Regions from separate parts of the Oryctolagus cuniculus genome. Here region 1 is linked to region 2. Evidence: chromatin contacts called from public Hi-C data. All regions are on one chromosome and are shown on one strand. The core of a region is the stretch at or near the end of the contact, and the rest is flanking DNA. Distances in the headings are between cores, read along the strand shown. Region 1 overlaps DYRK1A (dual specificity tyrosine phosphorylation regulated kinase 1A). Region 2 overlaps DYRK1A (dual specificity tyrosine phosphorylation regulated kinase 1A).

Region 1 (5,359 bases), core at 1,273-3,772, 80 kb after region 2:
GATCAGAAGCAAAGCAACCCAGACTCAGGACTGGAACTGGCACTCCAATACGGGATGCCAATATGGCAAGCGTTGGCTTAAGCCCTGTGCCACACTACTTATTCTTTGTTTTTTTTTTATTAAAGGTTATATTTTATTTACCTGAAAAGCAAAGTTAGAAAGAAAGATCTTCCAGCTGCTGGTTCACTCCCCAGATGTCCACAACAGGTAGGGCTGTGGCAGGCTGAAGCCAAATGCCAGGAGCCAGGAGCTTCGTCCAGGTCTCCCACATCGGTGCAGGGGCCACCTTCCATTGCTTTTCCAGGCACATTAGCGGGGAGCTAGATTGGAAGTGGAGCAGCCGGGTCTTGAATGGCGCCCGTATGGGATGCTGGCATCGCAGGTGGCTTAACTCATGACGCCACAGCGCCGTCCCATATGCACCCAATTTATTCTGCGGCACTGGTCACTCACTCAGCTATCTGCATCCATTCCCTTCAGTGCCTCTCAAATGCTCCACCGCCGAGGAGCTGCCTGGAGTCCTCACCAGGAACGCCAGCTCCAGAGCATCACTCCAACCCAGAGAAGAAAAGAGCCAGCCCGAGAACCATGTAACCTGACACGTTCTCCAGAAGAGTTTTCCCAAGTCCTCTCTAGACTTAACATTTGAGTTCAAAGGAATCCACTCTCTGCCTCTTTTTTCAAACCCACAATTTGGGCCTGGAAATTACTTAACGCCCATGTATGGCTGGAGCACCCATGTCCCACACCACCACACCCAGGTTCAATTCCCAGCCCTGGATCCTGACTCCAGCTCCCCGCTGTTGCAAACCGTGGGAGGCACTGGTGAAATCAAGACCCAGACTGAGTTCCCAGTGTCGCTTCCGCAGCCCCCACATCTTCCAGCTGTTGTGGGCATCTGGGGAGTGACTGACTCTTTGATTCTGTCTTCCTTCACCCCCTTCATCCCCATCTCTCTCAAAAAATAATTAAAAAAAAAAAAAGCCACAGAAACTACAGAGAAAGATACTGGACAGCAAGTTATTTCAAGCATCATGGCTACCATACTTCTTACAATGTTCAGTAACTCAAGCATTTACTGAAATTCTGACAAGATCCAAGGGTTATTCTAGCACTGCTTGCTGAAGACAGGAGCAAGAACACACAGCACCGTCCAGTGGGCTAGTAACAATGACCTAAAAGCTGAAGGTTGCAAATACTGTTTACAAAGGATATGATCACAGCAATCGTGTTATACCAGAAAAGTATCAGAAAATGTTATTATGCAATACTGAAAGCATAAGCTACATTTTTCTAACCATAAATATACACATACATATATTACATAACAGATGATCTATTTGAATTTGTACTTTATAGTTCAAAAGATTAACAACCAAATATAGAAAACAAGATTTATTAATTAGTGCAATTAGCTGTCATTTCAAAGTGTGTTTCTGGAAGTTTCTTCAAAAACATTTGAAAGTGTGACTGGCAGTATTTTTCATCATTCTCCATTCTTCAGTAGAAACAAAGAGCCGCCCTGCCAAAGACCACAGTCTCAGCCTCCTTTGCAGCTAAATATAGCACACAACTAAGTTCTAGCCAATAGGATATAAACAGAAGTCACGTATGCCCATTCCAGATCTGTCTTTAATGGAAAGGGGTGTGCCTTCCCGTACCCTATTCCCGGACCGTCGCTGTGTTGGGGCGCAGCCTCACGCTGAGGAACACGGCATCTCCTCAAGCACAGGAGAGAACCAAGTGTCCCTGTGTCACGGAGCCGCACAGCAGCCTTAGAGCACCTATCCTGTTGTTTTATGACGGAAAAATAAACTTCCCACGGAAGCCACTGCATTTAGTCAGACATAAGTCCCATCCGCATCCTAACTAATGCACAGAGAAAGTTTAAATTAATCTCTGCCAACTGTCTAACTCTGCCTGTCAAAAAAAAATTATTAAGAAATACTAAGTAAGCAATCACTACTGATCAACTCAGAAAAGCTAAAACTCTAAATGCCTTTTTTGTCACAATAAAACCTCCTATAGAAACCCCACAACTGAGATTACTACCATTGTACCAGCTCCAACTAATATGGCATTTTACACTCTTAAAAAGAATCTCATTATAGTATCTCATTTTATGTGCTCAAAATCCTGAGCAAGCTAACTGGTGCTAACCACATTTGGCTTATAGGATACTGACGAGTAGAGAAGCTGTTTTGCCGAAGATCATGGAGTTAACCAGGCAGGATTCAACACGCAGGTTCCCCAACTCATCAACTCCATGTATGGGATGGGTCTACAAGTAGCTAACGGGAAGTGAATGTTATCAAAGCATTGTGTGTGAATTTCAAAAACTTTTTGCACTAAAATAAACACTTCAGTTCTATTCTCCACAAACTTTCTCAAGTCCCCTCAATCTCTGTTACTGGGTGTGTGCCAGACACTGAGTCACAGCCATAATCAACATGGACTGCTGTCCAAACAGACCTTACAATCTAACGGACAGGAAGAGACAGACATCAAGTGAGTAATATATAATTAGAAAAAGGCAGAGGGCCTTTCTTGGCCAAGAAGAATGCATGGCCAAGGAACCTCACCTGGACTGGGGCTTGAGGAAGGCCTCCCCGAGACCCTAGGATGAGCATAAATGGACAGCAGGGAAGCGAAAGGCGAGAAGAGGCTACGAAGAAGTGTGCACGCGTTTTCTCAGTCTTTACAAGGACCCTTGCGTGGCTCCCACCCGCCAGTCTGCTGCTGACACAGCCACTGAGCGGCAGAAGCTCGGGGCACACAGATCTGCCTGGCCCGGGATGCTCAGCTCACCAACTCCCAGGCAAAGATCTTCCCATGGGACCATGCTGCCTCACCTGCTACCCATAACGAGACAGCCAGCAGTCTCTGGACAGGTGTCACAGCTAGAGCATCTTCTACCCAAACCCGTGTGCCAAGATGCAAACCTTAACCACAAATGCCCATAATTTAAAAAAAAAAAAAAAAACTTTATTGGAAATTTCATAACTTGGAAAAATTCTAAGATTACTTAATGAGCTATTACTTAAAACAAAAATGATTCTGAAAATCAGTTTCCTCTCGTGTTCACTAGGCCCTCCAAAAAATAAACAGTATTTCAATTATGGGGAAATTAAACTCAAAATAATTCATCGGCAGGCAAGAGTACCGAGACACATTTTAAACCAGTACTCACTGAGCATGTGTCCTCAAACAGAAAAAATACACATAACATGTATGCATATACTTTGCCAAAACTTAGTTTTAACAATATTAAAAAAAACCTCCTTGAACAGACAGCACATAGCTGTGGTAGAACTAATTGACAAGAATCCAAAATGGTTCTATATTTAGCAAAAAGCTGGCCCACAAGGAACCACTTCAGTGTTCAGTGTTAAGGTACTACCTCTACTAAGAAATGTTAACTCATAATGGAGCCTGTCAATAGGACTTGAAAGCAAAAGCATCAACTTTTCAACAACAGTCAGCTGGTTTACCCGATGCAGTGTTTCCCAGTCACTGTTTCTTTCCTACACCAAAACGTGAACCTAAGGCCTCTTGACTTCCTGGGCTGGACTTTTTCATTCTAGTTGAACAAAACAGAGGGGACAAAGGGAAAGACTTCAAAAGATTTCCTCATGGAAAGAAAACGGAGGAGAAATTTTAGGTAATTTAAAAATTATTTGCTGGGTTTTTACATGTAAGTAAACACAAACCTTAACTCCCCCAAATTTTTAACCAAAATTTGTGCAAAGTTTGGGCTATGAATTACCATCAAACTACTGATTGCCCAATGGCCAAGATAACATGTGCTGAGGAGTCTGTTAGAAGGCACAGCCACTCGGTACACGTTAAGTGCTACTTACTACACAGGCGCACAACTCACTTCTGACAAGGCCACTGTGTTAGGATCAAGTTTCAGGCGACCATGTCTTGACAAGTTTCAAGTAATATCTTTACTTCCAAATCAAAAAGACAACTGTTTATGGAAGTAAAATTACCAAAACACTCACCAGGAAATAAAACACTCTTAGTCCACAGTTTAAGTTACTCAAGAATTCTATAAAAGACTGTAAGATATTATATAAGACTAATAATAATTTGGGGAACAAAGTGCCAAGTTTTTGATTAAAGACTCCATGAAGTTCTGGGGTCTTGATAGGTTTGGATGGTTAGGTTTTCCTGGGGGTAGGGGAGGAAGGGGTATCAGGGAGGAGGGAGGACTGACAGGTGAGCACAGGAAATATGAAAGCTCTCCCGTTAGGAGAAAGCTAAGGCCAAAGCAAAATAAACTGACACAAACCTAATTACTGATACCAACAAGGTCACAAGTTACGCCCCTCTTCCACTACTCTTACTTTTCATGTCATGTAAAAGACTATTCCCTTCCTACCCCTGATGCAAGTACTTCTATCCAAATTTTCTTCCCTTAGCTAGATACCTGCCAATCATAAACATGTACATGAAAACACTTCTGGGCAAACTAAACTTCTAAGATATTTCTTTTTCAAAGCCACTGCCTGCAGTGCTGACATCCCGTATGGGCGCTGGTTTGAGTCCCAGCTGCTCCACTTCTGATCCAGCTCTCTACTATGGCCTGGGAAAGCAGTAGAAGATGGCCCAAGTCCTTGGGCCCCTGCACTTGCGTGGGAGACCCGGAAGAAGCTCTGGATCCTGGCTTCAGATCAGCGCTGCGGCCATCGGGGAGTGAACCAGCAGACTCTGTCTCTGTCTCCTCTCTCTCTCTCTCTCTCTCTCTCCTCTGTCTCCTCTCTCTCTCTCCCTCTGCCTCTCTATAACTTTGCCTTTCAAATAAATGGAATAATTAAAAAAAAAACACTTAAGTACTTATAGATGAAGTTATATGACAGCATAATAATTTTAAAAAACCAAACATGGTTTTCAAGTAACAGTCAAAATGCAATACAAACCAGCATTCTCTCTGCATGGTTACAAGACGAAACGCATGCCAAAGGTCCTTGTAGCAATGTTTGTAATAAGTTACCTTCAACTCTGCCTTTGTAGCTAAATATTCAAAATACTATGAAAACCCAAGTTCTTTAAACACTCCCCAGCCCTACGTAGTTAAGTCATGAACACAATACACAATAACTTTCCATAAATAAAACTAAGTGGTAGGTATCAGAAAATACAGAGGAAATAATTTTCAAGGGTCTTTATTTACTGTCCACAATGCCAAACAAGATATTGCACTAAAGCAGAATATTTTCATTTATCTTGAATGTTACAGCCTCTAAAAAATTGGGCTGACATTCATGTTTCAGTTTCCAGTACACAGTAATTTTTCATGCTGGTTAAGTTTCTAATGGGTACCACTAAAATGTCGTGAAATCTCAACTTTCTA
Region 2 (5,517 bases), core at 657-3,156:
AGTTTGTGCTAGGGGCGAGTACTGTGGTGTAAAAAGTCTGCGATGCCGGCTTCTCGTATAGGCTTCGGTTCAAGCCCTGGTTGCTCCACTTCCCATCCAGCCCCCTGCTAACGTGTCTGGGAGAGCAGCAGCAGCTGGTCCAAGTCCCAGGGCCCTCGCCACCCACAAGGGAGACCCACCACACGGAAGAAGCTCCTGGCTTCAGCCTGGCCTGGCCTGGCCCTGGCCGTTGCAGCCATTTGGGGAGTGAACAGCAGATGGAAGATATCTCTCTCCCTCCCTCACTCTGTAACTCTGCCTTTCAAATAAAATCAATCTTTAAAAAAAATTATGCTAAATAACTTGGGTTTAGTTCTCTAAAATGTAACTGAAGACGCTCTTCAAAAGAGACGAGACGGCAAGACACAGGCAGCAACAGGCTGCAGATCTCCGGCCCAGTGGCGACCTCCGCAGGCCCGTTTTCCTCCAGCTAGTGTCCCACGTCCTCCTCTCTCCGGCTCACTCTCCCAGTTCTAGCGTGAGCACATCAATACGCTCAACTGCCTCACCAGGAAAGCAGACTCCTTCCTCGATTCTATATGCAGCCTTTAATTCTCGTCTCAAATTCATGTATTTAACACCTATCAAATCCCTGCTATACTTCAGACCTCCACCATTCTATGTGGTAGCCAACAGTCACACGTGGCTACTGAGCACCTGACACGAGGTTGTCAAAGCTGAGACGTGCTATAGATGTACAACTACAAGATTCAGAGAGGGACCAAAAAAGGATGTGAATGATCTCATTATCATCTGTTCAAATTTCAAATTAAAATAATATTTCCATATACTTTTTACTTGTTTCTAAATATGACTGGTAAAAATTATTTAGTAACATAAATGGTTTCTATTGTATTTCTATTGGACAGTGTCATTCTCAACACTATTTTCAGCGTTCAGGATGTGAATGTGAAGACGACAGGTGGGATTCAGGCATTCCGGCACGCACTGTGTTTTACCGGGGGGTGCAATCCTCAGACAATAAACAAAAACAACAGAAAAAAAGGAATGTGACAACTGCAGAAAGCGATGAGTGTTCTGAAGAAAATAAAACAGGGCCAAAGGGGACCAGAAGTGGTGAGATCCTTCCCCCACACTCCCTCCCAGGCATGGCCCTCAGCAGTGAAGTGCCCCGACCGGCAGTGGCTGGCTGGAGCGCTCACTATCATAGAAAAGATTCCAAAGCTAACTTCAGCCTCAGCTGGAAAGCACGGCATACTATATTTAACCACGTCTGCCTAGGCTTGGGAGCGGGCAGGAGCGCCAAGTTTGACCCAGTTCTATAAACGGCATCTCCACCCCTCTATCACTTTTTCAGCTCCACCTCTCCAATCCCTTTCCTCCAGTCTGACCACATTCTGTGACTCTGGCCTCTGGAATGTCTCACAACCCCAGCTGCTTATGCCCATACTCTGTGAAAATCTCACGAGATGCCGGCCCGGGGTGTGTGTGTTGAGGGGGGGTTCTGCAGAGACTTCCTTACGCAGACCCCGTGCCTTCCATTCATTCTCCCCACTGCCATCGAAGCTCATGGCCTGAAAAAAGGGTCAAATCCATGACACGTTAAACACCCAAAGGCTTCAGGGGAGAGTCGACATCTCTGTCACCGCACTGGCCCCCCTGCTGCTCTCCTGCTCTCCCGTGACACCCCTTCCATCTGGTGAACCAACACCGCCATTCTGCAACAGCGCCAGCACAGCAGTCCCTGTTCGCTTCTTGTATGCTCCTCGAAATCTCGAGCTCAAAGTCCAGGAACTAGAGCAAACGTCATCTTGTCTAAGAAACTTCCCACAGTCCTAAAGGGAACTGCTCCCCTGCTCCATCCTTAGCGGGCTGTTCAAAGTCGCCACAGCACCAAGCAAGCTGCCGGCCACAACTGTCAGTACAGCCCCACAATTAGTGCCTGGAGGGAGGGCACTGGTCTCCTGTACTGCTATGTTCCCACAACTGCAACAACACAAAGGCTTAAAGCAGACAACCAGTGAACCAGTGAAAGCAGCAGAGTGAGCCCTGAATCCCCTGCCACAACACTCTTCCCTGTGAGGTCCTACAGCATCCGGGGCTGGACTGCTGGAACACGTCACCCCAACTGTACTAGAACGACGACTCTGCTCACCGGCCCACCACAACAGGTAAGGGTCTGGTACTCAATTCTTTTTGCCAACACATGAGAGACACTCACTAAGTATTTACTCCATCAGTGAATAAGTGAACAGACACTGTCAGACATCTAAATCCCCCGTCTCAACTTATGCAGAGGGCAACAGCAATCAAGAGATTTAACAACTTATTCCAGGGGCCAGCACTGTGACACAGCAGGTAAAGCCACCGCCTACAATGCCAGCATCCCAGATGGGTGCCGGTTCAAGACCTGGCTGCTCCATTTCCAATCCAGCTCTCTGCTGTGGCCTGGGAAAGCAGTAGAAGATGGCTCAAGTGCTTGGGCCCCTGCACTCATGTGGGACACCCAGAAGCTCCTGGCTCCTGGCTTCCGATGGGCGCAGTTCCGGCTGTTGCGGCCAATTGGGGAGTGAACCAGCAGATGGAAGACCTCTTTCTCTGTCTTTCCTTCACTCTGTGTAACTCTTTCAAATAAGTAAATAAATCTTAAACAAACAAACAAACAAACAAACAAACAAACTTACCCCAAATGGTCAGTAGCAAAATCAAGAGGAACACAATTTCCTACCCTACAAAATACTTCTCCTGATAAAAAAGGCTCTCAAGCAGGTATCTGTCATTTGGGGGGCACCTGATGTCTGAATAGCTTGCAGACAGGAATCGTGGGAGGCAGGAAAGCCATGCCTCCTAGTACAATCTCCAAGGCTTGGTCAATGAGAAGTTTGGACAGCCCCGTGTTTCTGCTCAGGACTTGCATCCTGGGAGGTCACTGCTACCAGGTGTGGGGAGAGAGAGAGAGAGAGAGAGAGAGAGAGAGAGAGAGAGAGAGAGAACGAACGTCCCCAGCGGGGGCAGGAAGGCTGAGGTTCACGCAGCAATCCCATGCCACACACCAGGTACAGCCCCTGCCTGGACTGACCTATGGAGCAATCAGGCCTGCTTGTGTCCCTTAACCTGCCACTCTGGACTGCACTTATTTTTCTAGCAGTCTTCAGCTTCAGATTCTATTCTGTGGAACGACTTTTAACCTTGCAATCAATTCATTTTCTGCCCAAGTTAGAAAGGGATGGGTTTCTGTTGACCACAACCAAGCGATCTGAATATCACATGTAAATGAACAATGGAGGACACAATCCTCCAAAAACGGGACCAGTGTGGAGTGATGGGGGAGGGATAATTCAGCAAAATCAAGGGAAGCTAAGAAAGTAATTATGCAGACTTGAGATACACCACATGCCAATGTCTTGCTGGTGATGTTTATAGTCACTACATTTCCACATCTAAAGACTGCTAATTGATACCTAAAAGCATTTCTCTTCCTGACTGACACAGACTACGTCCCCAGCCTCCCTTGCAGTTAGCAGAGCCACGTGACCACAGATGGTCAATGGAATGTCAACAGAAGTAACAGCACTAGTAGGCCTGATCCACCAAAACTTCCCAAGAGAAAATTTCCAGGCGACCTCCATTCAACGACTCAAAACCCAGAACAACCTTTGGATAATGTTATATTTAAGACAGGAAATAAGTCAACAGTTTGGTCTCCAAATAACTGGAGAACAGTGCCGATACCTTCTCATGTGACAGTCATTAGAAACAAACATGTACTAAAACGTTAGGTAAGTATGTTTGCCACACCAGCTGACCTACCTTAATGCACACAGAATTAACACATACCTGGAGACCACAGTAAACACATGGGGGCAGGAGCTGTGGTGCAGATCAAACTGCCTCCTGAGATGCTCACATCCTGTATGTGCACTGCTCCACTCTGATCCAGCTCCCTGTTTATGCGCCTGGGAAAGCAGTGGAAGATGGTCCAAGTACACAGGCACCTGCCACCCACTGGGAAACCCAAATGAAGCTCCTGTCTTCTGGCTTCAGCCTGGTCTAACCCAGCTACTGCTGTCATTTGAGGAGTGAACCAGCGAATGGAAGATCTTGATCTCTATGTCTCTCTCTCTCTATCTCTGATTTTCAAATAAAATAAAATCTTAAAAAAATTAAATAAGTACGTCGAGAACAAAACTGCCGCCTTTCTGGAGACTACACCCTGTCAGCCATAAGCAGTAGTACCAGCACAGGACTTAGCACTATTGATCTCTCTGGTAACGTCAGCTTATAACATGCACTCAGCAAACACCACACTGGACAGAATAAACCAACTGTAGCCTCAGCTCCACTAATTCACTGTGTGATCCTAACTTCTTCCAAGGCTCAGTAGAGATCCCTATATAGTGGAGATGTAGGAATATGTTAAAATCTGGAAAGCAGTGCCAATTTCCCCATCAGTGACTTTCATTAAATAGGATAAAAACAATATATTGAAATGATAAAAAATTCCCACATATCTGTTTTCATTATGAATTTCTCCTAATGCAATGTATTAACTTTGTTTTCTGAGTCGCACCCACTGCAGTATTTATCGTAACAGTACTGCAGTTACTTCAATGTGTTCCACAAGAAGTTATCAGGCCATGCTTCCAGAGACATTACTTCTCTGGAGAGGCTAAAGTAAGACAGGGCTGGGTCATCCATTTTATGTAAAATGAGTAAACTGAGAGGCAAGAAAAGTTATAGAATGCAACAAATGAGGCTAATGTTGCAACTTCATAACATTAATTTCCCTCAAAGAAACACTACATATAAAATAAGTGAAGGGCTTCTTTAAAACAACATAGTAGAGGCAGCAGGAGGTGGTGCCACAGAGAACAGGCCCCAGCGCTGGGAGCTCCAGGGCTGACCCTGACCCCACGTGCTAGCTGAGCTGCTGATCCCTGTCCTCACCTCGCTGTGCCCTGCCTTCCTCCTCTGGGAAGTCAGCCATCATCGCGTCACCTCCCACTTCTCTTTTTTTTGTTGTTGTTGTTTTTTTAATTTTTTAACAGGCAGAGTGGACAGTGAGAGAGAGAGACAGAGAGAAAGGTCTTCCTTTGACGTTGGTTCACCCTCCAATGGCCGCCGCGGCCGGCGCACCGCGCTGATCCGATGGCAGGAGCCAGGAGCCAGGTGCTTTTCCTGGTCTCCCATGGGGTGCAGGGCCCAAGCACTTGGGCCATCTTCCACTGCACTCGCTGGCCACAGCAGAGAGCTGGCCTGGAAGAGGAGCAACCGGGACAGAATCCGGCGCCCCAACCGGGACTAGAACCCGGTGTGCTGGCGCCGCTAGGCAGAGGATTAGCCTAGTGAGCCGCGGCGCCGGCTCTACTTTCAATCTTTCTTCAAACATATCTGGTACATCATCTACCAGAAAAATCACAATGCTCGTCCCCCTCCACCCAGCTCTTCTCTCTCACCTGCCACCCTTTCGTGGCACAGCAAGAATGTCTACCAATTCACCATTAATTTTGAATTGTC

What was found. A called contact is a pair of places that touch in the nucleus more often than the background predicts.
Region 1: a contact with region 2 is called in a Hi-C map of psoas muscle, with 5 times the contacts expected there. The contact joins two enhancer-like sites. A contact is called at or near these places in 3 of 6 Hi-C or Micro-C datasets (ear pinna, psoas muscle and an unstated tissue).

The regions. Positions count from the first base shown.
Region 1 is chr4:7,575,164-7,580,522 of mOryCun1.1, forward strand. All of the region lies in intron 1 of DYRK1A (dual specificity tyrosine phosphorylation regulated kinase 1A), which reads right to left. Among named protein-coding and RNA genes, the nearest start is that of DYRK1A, 6.9 kb to the right of the region's middle. Within about 2 kb of position 2,523, at least 1 of the 8 cell types and tissues checked has an H3K27ac peak or open chromatin away from gene starts, as enhancers often do.
Region 2 is chr4:7,496,070-7,501,586 of mOryCun1.1, forward strand. All of the region lies in intron 1 of DYRK1A (dual specificity tyrosine phosphorylation regulated kinase 1A), which reads right to left. Among named protein-coding and RNA genes, the nearest start is that of DYRK1A, 86 kb to the right of the region's middle. Within about 2 kb of position 1,907, at least 4 of the 8 cell types and tissues checked have an H3K27ac peak or open chromatin away from gene starts, as enhancers often do.